Linked DNA regions of Anas platyrhynchos: region 2 is linked to region 1. A link is a contact called in public Hi-C data. All regions are on one chromosome and are shown on one strand. The core of a region is the stretch at or near the end of the contact, and the rest is flanking DNA. Distances in the headings are between cores, read along the strand shown.

Evidence for each region. Hi-C and Micro-C count contacts between places; a contact is called where the count stands out from the background.
Region 2: a Hi-C map of subcutaneous adipose tissue shows a contact between it and region 1, with 1.6 times the contacts expected there. The contact joins the promoter of AKAP13 here to the enhancer-like site in region 1. A contact is called at or near these places in 2 of 8 Hi-C or Micro-C datasets (skeletal muscle and subcutaneous adipose tissue).

Annotation. Positions count from the first base shown.
Region 1 is chr11:18,194,929-18,201,058 of IASCAAS_PekinDuck_T2T, forward strand. AKAP13 (A-kinase anchoring protein 13) reads right to left here. Exons shown (of 41, transcript XM_072043424.1): 18 at 4,708-4,750; 19 at 3,854-3,959. Among named protein-coding and RNA genes, the nearest start is that of KLHL25, 57 kb to the left of the region's middle. Within about 2 kb of position 2,858, at least 5 of the 8 cell types and tissues checked have an H3K27ac peak or open chromatin away from gene starts, as enhancers often do. A contact at or near this core is called in subcutaneous adipose tissue, where this site is marked.
Region 2 is chr11:18,378,975-18,385,104 of IASCAAS_PekinDuck_T2T, forward strand. It overlaps AKAP13 (A-kinase anchoring protein 13), which reads right to left and starts at 2,717. Exons shown (of 41, transcript XM_072043424.1): 1 at 2,562-2,717.

The DNA.
Region 1 (6,130 bases), core at 1,608-4,107:
CAAGGCAAAATGTCAGCATCAGTCTCTCCCTGCAAAGCCTCACAGACACAAGTTCTCTTTACTGACCCCAAATGCTATTTCATCCTGCAAATAAACAAAAATAAGAGCATTCTGGGATGAAATAATCCTGCCTGCAGCAGAAAACCTGCAAGGAAGAGCTTGCTCTGCAGCACATCTCTGCCTCCTTGAGCCATCACTGTCATCCCATACAAACCTGCCCAGCCCCGCTCCCTGTTGGCCGACCTGGCCACCTTTAACCAGGTCCAGCCCGATTCAAGAACTGAAACTCTTGGGGACAGCACCAAACCAACTCCATTGCCAGCACTTGTGAAGCCCCAGGACAGAATATCACCCACTGCTCCAGGCAGATCTTGCAAACACCATGCTGAAAGGAGATTCATCATGCTATGCTTCAGCTGTACCCGATGCTTACTGCAAAGCCCAGCAATTCTGCAGTCTGGAATAATATCGTTTCATCAAAAAAAATCACTGTAAAAAGCATTTCAGTTAAAGCTAAAGTGCCCAGTGAGAAACAGGAAATGCTGCACCACCTCCAAGGAGCAAGCAGTGAGCTTCATGCAGTGGATGCTAGCGACAACACTGAAACAGTGTCTCAGAACGAGATTTTATTTATTTATTTCTTGGCTGTGACAGTTACTGGAACTCATTTTTAAAAAGGACTGTAAAAATAAAAACATCGTCCTGCTCTATCAGAGCTGCCAGAGTGATTTAAAGCACCACTTAATGGTGTATCAGAGGTGGACATTGCAATGCTGCACCGACATGCACCGACAGACATTCCGGGTAAAGAAACTTGGTTTTACAGCCCGAAATAACAGCCTATGTGCTGCAGCAGCCTGCCCTGCTGCAAAATAACCACGAAGCTCTTACCTCCCAGTGCTTAAGTCCTACCAGCTTCACTGTTATTTGGGGAACTTCAGAAAATCGATTCCATTTTATTGACATCCTTCCCCCGGGGCAAGAGAGCTGCTCTTGAGCAGAGCTAGCCCATGGTGGCAGCCCAGAGCCCTGGCGCCGGGGACGGCAGCAGGCGAGGAGTTGAGCAAAAGGGGGAGGAGGGCGGGCGGGACGAGTGCCGCTAACTTCCTCCAAGATGATATTAGCTACTTTGCTGCTGCTTTCGTCCTGCCCTGCCCTAGCTCCCACTGTTAAAAATAAAATCAAATGAAAGTATGGGCAGGAAAGGATGGGATTAATACCGTCGAATATATAAATCCATTTGGATCCACGCCTTTAAAAGGCAGAAAGATTGGTTAAACAACCCCCCTGTGATGTTTGGGATAGACAAAAAGTAAATCTGAACAAACCTCACTGTTGCTATGTAGTACTTCAGTCCACAAATTGCGGCAGATGATTCCCTGGAGAGAAGGGGTTCGTATACCTGCACTCCTCCTGCTCTGTGGGTCAGCAGCGGTCCCCTTCTTCTAGCCCTTTGAACACTCAAAACTCCTACCACGAACTAAAACTGCTGGAGGAACAACGCTGCCCAATAACCACGCAAGTTAAGGAGAAGGGACATTACTCACGCTAATTTTTATGTCGTCATTTCCCAGAAACTCTCTACCAAAATGAATAAAACGAGTATGCTTTTCTAACAGACAGGGATATAGAGTGTTACAGACTTTACAAACGTGAGGCAGCGCATGCTACTGATTGCAAGACTCACTGACTAATCCCTAAATAACATGAAGTGGATGGGTAAATACAAAAAAGCTTATACCAGTATCCTCACTACAGTTAATACCCAAACATCCTCTTTTCCTTTTTTTTTAAACAGAACTTTTCCAAAACTCATTTTCAAGAAGAGCCACTGCCATTAGTATTCTCAAAAGTGCCTTATTTTTACAGTTAATCTTAGAAAACTATGCATTTCTGAAGCCAGGTTTGGAGAAAAGCAAAACCTAGTTGGAAAGAACTTGAAGCCTGCCTGCCTCTCTCTCTCTCTCCTGACAGCCCAGACAGCAGCAGAAACCAACTCTTCCTGTCCAACTTCCTCTTTCAAGGTTTGCTGTTTTTCTTTTTAACTCTTACAGTTTTTAACCAGCCTCAAAGCTTCTGAGAATTCAGCGTTCCCAAGAATTTTTAGGTTGAATTATTCAAATGTACAGCTGAAGCCCAAAAGCGTGTGTAATGCAACCATTCCACCAGGAGCAGACAAGAAATTGTAATTTGAATGACATTATGTTTTTCTAGCTAACAAAATATCAGAACTGCTATGTATTATGATTTTTAATGTATGTATGATGGTTGAGATTTTGGAACGATTGTTGTTTTATCAACGGTTTCAAACACAATCATGAAATGGGTGAAATAAATGCACCGCACCTACTTAAGAAAGGCAGAGCAAGCAAGTATCTGGTGTATTTTCTTACCCGTCCCAACAAAATCTGTTATTTATGTCCAGTTCTTGCCTTAGAGATTGTGCACCCAGACTGCAAGAAGCAGTGAATGAATTTCCAGTCCTGTGCACAGTCTGTGCAACGTGCCCCACAACTTCTCGCTAGTGGTTTGCATAGAGGTTTCTTCGCATAGAAGTCTTTGTGCAAACACTTTTTTGGATGTTGTACTTCACAGCAGAAAACAGCATTGTTTTAAAACTCTTCAGCAGCAGCTCTGAACTGCCTGCAGCTGCAGTTTGTGTCTTTTAAGACAGATCCATAAAGAGGAACTGTGCATTAGGATCACTGACCTCATTACAGCTGATAACTCATTGCAAATGTGATGCAATCTTCTAAAAATATCTATCAAAATTAGCATCTTGCCTCTACACTACACAACCCCCCCTATGTTACAGGAACCCTCTGGCTGAAAGATCAAATGGGAAATGGCAAAATGGAGTTTGCTTGTGCAGATAGTGTGACACCTCCCCTCCTCACACACTTCATCCAATCCTGTGTGACAGGCACCATGCATTGTGCCTTGCTTCCTGTTTGCTATTGAAACTCTCATCAGATGTAGTTAATGTCTCAGGGGCCCTCCAATAGCACTTACCAACATAGTAACTACACATCAGTTAACTGCACAATATACGTTGCATTCTGTGAGGTGAGATGGTGTTATCTCCTGTCTGTCAGACATGGTAAACAGCGCTGAGATTCAAGTAAAAAAATCCAACCAAGCAAAAAAACAACCAAACAAAACAACCATTCATCTTTAGTAGACAATCTAAGGGAAAAACAGCCTATTTTAGCAAAGTATTTACCATTAATGTAATTATTTCTATAGCCAGTTCTGTTCCCAGGAAATTCAGCTGCGCTGAGAAAGCACTTAACCTTCAGAAAATTCAACCCTAGGGTTTCAAGGACTTCCTCCAGAAAAGGGAGAAAATATAAATATTGGCCATCTCTCAAGGTCACTGTCTGAGCAACTTCTCCAGCAGTGCACAGGAACTTTGTGGCAAAGGTAGAAATAAAAGGGAAAGACAATACAAGCTTCGGCAGCCAGTCCTTTCTTACAGCTCCTGTCCTCATTTTATTAAACACCTCTCAGGCTCTGCAAAAATTAGACCCATCAGTCACTGCAAAACCATAACTCATGCCAGAGCACAATCTATTCTCTATAATAAATGAAGCACAATTCAGTGGGGAAAAGAGGCAAAAACATTGCACAGGAAACCTCGCCTTGGATGCATTTTAATTTGGGGCTGCTGACATTTCCCATGTTGCTCTTCTCTACGACCACACAGAAAATCCTCCCCTTGCGACAGGAAAAAGAAAGTCAGGCAAAGACATAAATACCACCCTATGGAAACACACTGAAATACAAAATTAATCTCTGATACCCATAGGTATTTCATGGCTGCAAAAATTAAAAAAAAAAAAAAAGCACTTACTTTGCTTTTCTTGCTGCTGGACATTTTATTCTTGAGGTAGCTGAAGGTACGACTGACTTTTGTTGCACTTTTACCAGAGGGGACACTGCTGCTCTCTTCAGATATGCTAAAATCGAAAAAGAAAAAGGTTGGGTTTTATTTTTAATTTTTCCTCCCAAATAATATATTAAGTGGACAGATGTTTTTTTAAAGGACAAATGCATGTATTATCCTAGAGGGTCATGGATTGCTTTATAGTGTTACACCAGAGATTGCAAAGTAAAGGCAAAAAAGGCAAAATGCCAATCAGTTTCTCACGTTTCAAGGAAGCCTTTTATCTGTTTTTAAGTAATCTCCATCCTCAAGCCATACCACAGCACCCTCTGCTGCTCCAATGGCCAAATAACGAGTAAGCTGCTTGCAGCATGAGCCCATTTAGAGGGGCAGTCTATCCCATTGGGCACATACGATCAGTCTCGGCATTTAATCGTCAGCACCCAGCCTATTTCAGGCTGGGAGCAGACAGAAGGGACAGACATGCATACGTCCTTTAATGAGAGGTACAAAACCATGATTATTAACGTAACACAGACAGACTTGACCAAAATCGGGAACAACTATTTCCAGTGTAAAATATAAATCAGGGTAAACTACTATGGTTGAATAACAAATAGCCTGATGTGCTATTATCTATGAAGAAACCACAAAGCCTTGTTGGAGATAAGACTTAAATCAGACAACTTTCATATTGTGTCATCTAAAATATCCATAGGGGACAGATTTGCACAACCCGGACACTTGGGATTTTGCTAGGAATTCTTTTGGTTTTCCAAATTGGAGCAACAGAAGAGATGGGGAACCCCAGAAAACCATACCTCTGCACCAAGGAACCTGCAGGGCCGCCGAAAGCCGGAGCACCTGGAAAAGAGTGAAAGAATGGGAGGTGACATGTTAGGCTGCAGTCTTCCTTAGCTCACTGTTTTAAAAAACATAGCTTGCATATTTGGACAGTTAAAGAAGAAAGAGACATGTTTACCAGAAGTGAGTGCTTAGAATTGATTTCATGTGCTCAGGATAAAGTCTGTTCCCCTTATCCTTAGGTGATCTCAAATTAGATGCTGAGGTGAAAGATTACTTAGTATTTTTATCATTCTTCATTTATCAAGCAAAGGATGTGCATCTGTTAACTTTGCTAGTAAATGAGGGTATCTGATACAGAACTGCCAATTTAATCACAATATGTAGAAATGCGAATCATTCTGCCACAATACTTTTATTTATACACCACTAGAAAGAACCCATTGTGCAGCACATCCGGGATTCATGTATAAAAGTCTGCTGCTTGATAAAATTATAGTTCATTTTCCCATCAAAATCCTGAAGCGCTTCATAAAGAGTACGGGAAACAAGGGAAGCCTTATTCCATTTTCCACGAAATGTTACCAACTTAGAGCTCAGTCACACAAAACTCTGCTTGAGGAAAGTCTGACTTGCGACATGCAGCCGAAGCCCTGCCAATGACACAATTTCTCTGTATACCACAAGAAACCTGCTTGCCTAACACATTTGGAGCAGATTAGGTAGCTGATATCATTTACCAGAACTGTTGAAGAATACTGAAAAATCGTGACAAAATGATCCAGAGGAGAGAAGGGTCTCTCTGGAGGAACTGGGCCTGTCAGGAAGCCCACAAACCAAACACAACAAAGCACAAACCAAACAAAAAACCTCTTCGCTACAAGGACTGTTCACAGCCACAACTGAACTTCAAGAAGCACAACTTTGTTTCTGCATATGCATTGTACAAAAACTAGTCCTTTGGCTTCAAATTCTGTTAACATATCAAAGCTACGGCTGAATGCGAAAACGCCACTTCACAACAGATGAAAAGGTGGTCCTGTATCCAAACGTACATTCAGAAAAACTGTGCATACAGTATTATGCCTGGTGATCCTAAACACATTTTCCTAATTGCTGATTGTGTCAGCACAGTCTGAGACAGAAATATCACTTGTTTATTTTAAGAAACTAAAATACTGGCGTACCTCATTACCTAATCCCTGCTTAGAGGTCTCTCAATATCTCCCTCGCGAAATCTTTCATCTAATTAATGATCTATCCCTACAACATCTAAGTAATATTGTAACATATATTGAATGAAGTCTTCACTTTAATTTCCTGATTATATTCCTCTTTTTTTTTTTTTTCTTTCTTTCTTTCCTTTTTTGTACTTATTTATTACCGAACTGCCTGCTAAGATCACACAAGTAATTTGCAGGCTCCCAGCTTCTGTCCCTG
Region 2 (6,130 bases), core at 1,467-3,966, 180 kb after region 1:
GTGTCCTGGATAAGGAGAGGAAAAGAAATACGTACAGCATGCACAACGACTTCTACTGACCATTTTTCTGTTCAGCAGCTATCTGTTAAAACTTCTTATGCCAGCAGAAGGCTCTACGAAAGCCCCCCCTGCCCTCGTAACACTGCCAGTAAGCCTACCAATGTTTTTCTCCTCTGGTATAATTTATAGAGCGCTGCCCTACCTCATGCTTTGGATAGAATAACCAGATTCCTTTAACAGCACTTAATCCCCCTCTCAGTACAGAAGTGTACCCTGGACCAGAACACGGCTTAGTCAGGAGCGTATCCTGCTGAGAGATTAGCAGCAAGTTCTGCGTGAGCCTGCATCCAACAGCTTCCCCACACAGCCTACGTTTAAAACCCTCCATTTACCTGGCAGGGCTCTATTTGTATGAAAAGCTGGGACTTTTCAACTGCGTTTTTCCTCCTCTGCTGCTGTGGGGCTGTAAATCATGAACACCAAGCTCCTGCCTGGCTCTCTGGCCCCTATTCCTCCACGCATTGCCACGTCCTCACCTTTTGGACCGTGCTGACCATGCCTTGGCCTCCGGACCTGGTTGCCAGACACGGGCTGGAGCACGGGGCCGACACGATGCCGCGCTACCTGCGGGGAGACTTGTAATTCAGGCTGCCTGCAGAACCCGTCTGCCTTGCCCAACTCCACATCCGTGCCCTTCTAGCAACAGCCCCAGGCCAGCCTGTCTGCCCAGCGCCGGGCAGCGCCGAGAGGACAGACAGGAGACGCGCCAGGCTCATGCCATAAGCACAGGAGATAGGTACATGTTTGAACCCATGCCAAGGGACAACACACGCCTGGGTTATCCTCACCTTGCTTAATGCACCCGTATCCTGCTACGAGGCCTGGAAATAAAAAAAAAAAAAAAAAAAAAAAGAAAGGAAAAAAAAGGGTCCAAGCAAAACATCTCACCACGAAAGGTGACAGCCTGGAACCGCAGTGGTGTAGCAAGAGCCCTCTGCGTGAACGGGTGCTCCTCTAGCACAGACAGCTTCTGCCCACAGACACGGATGTTGTGAGGTTAATGTCAATCTACACCCACTGCTAGGATATCTCTGAATAAAATACACCTCCTCTAACACGGCGCTAACTGAATCACGCGTGCCTTACCTTCATGGGACTGTGAGGAACTCGGTTCACCTCCGCAGTCCCCCTACAACTTGGCAAGGGTTTGCAAAGCACCAAAAGCACGCCAGGCAAGGGAGGGATTTTCAGCTGAAGAGAGTCACCACCGGGGGAAATAATGTAGTTTGGCCTTTTAAAACCACTGAGATTACGTTAGCTGAGACTGCCAGCACACGAGACACTCACAGATCTCAGAGCAACTGTCTAAACTCAGCGCTGAAGCTACATGCTTTACATATTTCTACTGCACCGCGTATCTCCATGAGCACCTACAGTTTTATGGCTGACACGGGTTGCAGGGAACACCGCAGCTACCAACTGTCCTGCATGAGCACAGCATTCATAATCCCTTTATCAAGACCCCGTCTGGTCATCCGCAACCAGCACAGAACACCCTTACAAACTTTTTAAAGCACTTTTTCTCTCCTGAGCTCCAGCTAACGAGCAGCCCTGCGAAGGACACAGGGCAGAGCCCATTACAGAGGTCAGCAAAACTCGGCTCCACTAATCCCAGCTCCTTTCCATGACTCGTGGGGATAACGCGGCCACGGCCGGTGGATTAACCAGCTCGGACAATTCGCAGGTGAAGAAACGAGCACGCTTTCACAATCCTCACCCAGGAATCGTCACAGTGGCTTTAGGAGAAGTGGGGTTCCCCTTGAGCACATTTTCCAGCAGCAGGGTGACCCCACAACAAGAACCCCCCAGCCACGACCCCCTGCCCGGCTCCAACAACCCACTGAGCCCCAAAGGTGGGGAAAAAAAAACAAGAACAGAGGAGATTGATTGAAAACCCGGATTACTCTCTCAGCAAAACCCAAACAAACTAAGATACAAAGTTGCATCAGCGAAGCTCGAGGTTTTGTTGATTTCTCCCCCCCCCAGCAGCACATCAATGGGCTGAATAGCGAGGAGGGAGGCTGGGGGCCAGCCGGGGGGGGTGTTTGTGTGTATATAAGCGTGTGTTTGTGTAGATCTGCGTGTGTTTGTGTATTTCTGGGGGTGTGTTCGTGTGCTCCCCCCCCCGCAGCAGCCCGGGCACACGGCCGGGGGTCGCTCCCCCCCTCTCCCCCGGGCAGCCCGCAGACAATAGGGGCGGGAGCAGGCGAGGCGCGGCGCGCCAGCAAAGAAGCGAAAAGTAAAGGAAAAGAGTGAGAAATAAGGAAAAAAAAAATAAAAAATAAAATAAAGAGAAAAAAAGCACGCGAGGCTGAGCGGCTCCGCACGAAGTTGCGCGGAGAAAAGCTCCGAGGAAGAGGAGAAGGAGGAGGAAGGGCGGGGAAGTGTCCGAGGGACCGCGGAGGGGCCCCACTCCCTCACCACCCCAAAAGACCCCTTTTTATCCCCCTAGACCCCTTCCCCATCCTCCGCAAAAACTCCTGCGGGGCTCACACACTCACCCCACGGCGGGCGGGCGGCTTCGCCCCCTGGCAGCAGCGGGGCCGGGAGGGAAGGGAGAGGGACAGGGGACGGGGAGAAGGGAAAGGGAAAAGGAGGGGGGGGAAAGGAGATGGGAAAGGAGGGAGGGGGGTGGGAAAAGCGGCCGGGCCGGGTGCTCTCCGCCCGGGGAGGCGGGCAGGAAGGAGGGCCGGGGGCTGCGGGCTGCGAGCCGAGAGCCGCCGCCGTGCCCGCCCCCGAGCCGCCAGCCCGCATGCGCCGCCCGCCGGGCCGGGCCGGGCCGGGCCGCCCCCGGGCAGGGGGCACCGGGTGGGGGGACGGGCAGTACCCGGCCGGGGGCTTGGGGTCGGGGGAGATTCAGCCCAGAGACCCCCGGGTGAAGCGGGGCTGTCGGGGAGTGGCACCCCCGCACCCCCCCCCTCCGGCCACCTGGCTGGCCCCGCTCATTGGGCTCGCTGAGGTTTGGGTGTTTCTGGTGCGAAAAGAAGCAGAGAACTTTTTTATTATTGATTTTTTAATTCTTTTTTAATGTGCTTTTTATTTTATTTTATTTTATTTTATTTTATTTTATTTTATTTTATTTTATTTTATTTTATTTTATTTTATTTTATTTTATTTTATTTTATTTTATTTTATTTTATTTTATTTTATTTTTACTTAAAGGGGATACTTCCTCCCCACACGCTGGCCAGGAGCTTTAATGGCTTGTTTAGTTTGGTACGCTGCTGCTGGCGTGCCCACCTCCTGCAATGGATAAGTCCTCCCCCAGCACAAGCTGATCTGCTGCACGCACACGCTGCACATCGCTTCCTAGCACAAAATCCAGCAGCTCCACTCATGCCCGCAGCCCTGTCCTGCTCCGCAGCACCTTCCCGCTGCTCTGCTGCATGAGGTGTGGAGTTTGATCCAGGACAATTTCCCTCGCTGTTCCCGTGCCTTGCCCCAGAAAATGGTGGCAATGGCAACCCACCGTCAGCAGACGCATTCATGTGGCCTGTGGTCCGCGTGTGGCTAGGTTTGGGGAGGCCTCTGGAGAGAAGATGCACGAGCAGTTGTGGCGGTGACCTGCCTTCAGTTAGCGTTTATGATGGAAGCTCTTGGAAATGAGTTCATGTGGCGGCCCAACGTTTCCCCTCAGCTTAACCTACTGCACACAGATGCATCCTGCTAGCCCTGGTGGTAGCCAGGCGATCATAGCCACAAAGACAGCAGCCACGCTGAGTTACTCGTGCGATTCCTGTCGCACTAAAGGTGGGCAGCCTCACCTCACTGCAGCCGACCCCAAAAACACTTGCTGTACTTCCCAAAAAGACCTTGCTGCTGGCCAGAGAGCTGGACAAAGGATGCGGGTAATTTCTGTACCTGGTGTGCTCTCTCTGGAGAATAAAAATAATAACACTGAGCTGTGTACAGTGGAGATTTCCTGCTGAAAGTGCTCTGCATGAGCTTGGCATCGTCTTCTAAGGTGTGCAGTGCTGATCCCGTTTAAATCAACTGAAATAATAAAAATGGTTTCACCCCTCATGCAATGTGATCATTTGGAGGCTGGGACATACCGACACCGTACGCCCTTTTAAACCAGGATGTAAAGCAATAATTTCTCATACATGGCTCCAGCAGGGTGAGGCACCTGAGAGCAGGGATACTGGAAATACAGTTTAATTTGCCTTCCTCCCATCCCTGTAAGAAGGGCGTACAAGAGGAACACTGGGAAGTTCCCAGACTCAAAAAGGGGACGGCACAGGATGGCTCAGGAAAGAGCACCATCTAGTGAAAAGCCACCTCCTGCAGAAGCTCTGTCCCCTCCGAGTCTCCAACCAAACAATGACTAACCCAGCCCAGCCCAGCCCAACCTACCTCATAACGTGAGGCAATCAGGAGGAGGTAGCATGGTGACAGATAACAGGTGCCTAAAATTTTCCATAACACACGCTCAGAGATCTGGAGCTTTACCCTCCTGGCTGTCCATCAAGGGCAAGTTTGTTCTCTGCTTGGTGGCCCTAACCTGGCGAGCCAACCTCTGTCTGTGGCTGCCTCTCCAGGGCTGGCATGGCCCCAGGCCTGCCAAAGGCCCCAGCCATGTCTTTGGGATCAGGAGGCAAACAAAGGCTGCAAATAGTTCAGAGAGGCTTTGCACGTGAGGATACAAGTGTAATCTGCAAGCAAGACTGCCCAGGAGTGTTTACCACAGCCGTAATATTCCAGGAGGCAAGGAAATGAGCTTAGAAAACAGAAATATCAAGGAATTTGTGAAGGGAGATGGCTTTCAATTTACTTCTGACAGGCAGGAGTTTCTGGGCGATGACTCCCCACTGGTAAATGGGGGAGTCTGGGGAGATTTTATGTGGTGGCTGAAGTTGTGGGCAGATTGCCGAGTCAGGGAGCTTCCAAGCACAGCTCTCCTCGCCCTCTGCTCAGCGAGGTGGGGCAGCGCAGCCTCCAGCACCAAAGCTTAGCAGGAGGCCACCTGAGCTCAGACTGCACAGCAACGAGGTGATGGGACCGACCGATGGGCCCCGTCCTTCACAGGCAGCCTGACCCTTTCACTCCAGGAGCCAAAAAGGGGGCAGAGAGGGTGTAATTACATATATTTCTGTGAGAGCAAGCTTCTCCAGAGCGCCAGGCGTTGGCCATGACTTATGTGGGGAATTACAAAGGCAGGAAGGGACATGGGGTGAGTACTGAGCTCCGTGAGGTGCCAGGCAGAGGTTCAGGCCCGGTCACAGCCCAGGCTCCCCTACCCTACAGAAGGGTTTGTAAGGCCTCTGCCCAGGACCAGAGCAAGGAAAATCTCCACTGCCAGCCACTTCAGATGCCCAGCCATGCTCTCATCGGCACATCACTCTGCCTCTCTGCCTTCACCAGGATGTAGTCTGTGCTCTACTTATGTCTTTCAATTGTTTCCACCCCCAAATCCTTTATCTCAAAATATCCTGCCTGCACCCACATATAACCACAAACCAAAAAAGAGAGACAGTAGATGAGGGAAAATTTGTGTGGCAGCTTTGCGGATGCTAGCTTTCTGACAAATTGTTTGCCTTCAGATTGTCTTTGACACTGGTTCCCCCATGCCATAAGTCCAGTAAATAAAAATGAAAAATAAAATATATATATATATAAAATAATCAGATGTTCTTTCATTGCTTCTTTCAGGGTTTAATTTGTCACAAACTTTGCTTCAGGGCTCCTTACTCCTTGCTCGGGAACCAGATTTAAGTACTAGTTGCACTCGCGAATGAGAATGGAATTTGGATCTGCACAACATAATCTGAACGTTTGTGTGTAGTGGCATGAATTAGCAACATGAGCGCATTGTTCCCATTTGCTGGAAATTAGCTGTCCTTGCAACTGAATAGAAAACAGAGTTCAATGTAATGATGGAAGCAGCAACTATTAAAGATTTGTTTTCATCATGTTTAAGCAGCTACAAAACTGAGACACAGAGCATGAGTGTGGCTGACAATCGTGTGCTGGGCTTTCTTTGTGTTTCTCTTTGAAGCTGGTGCCTGTAAAATGAGGCACTGGTAGCTGAGATAACAGCAGCCACACCTGAAGAGATTTGAATACCATT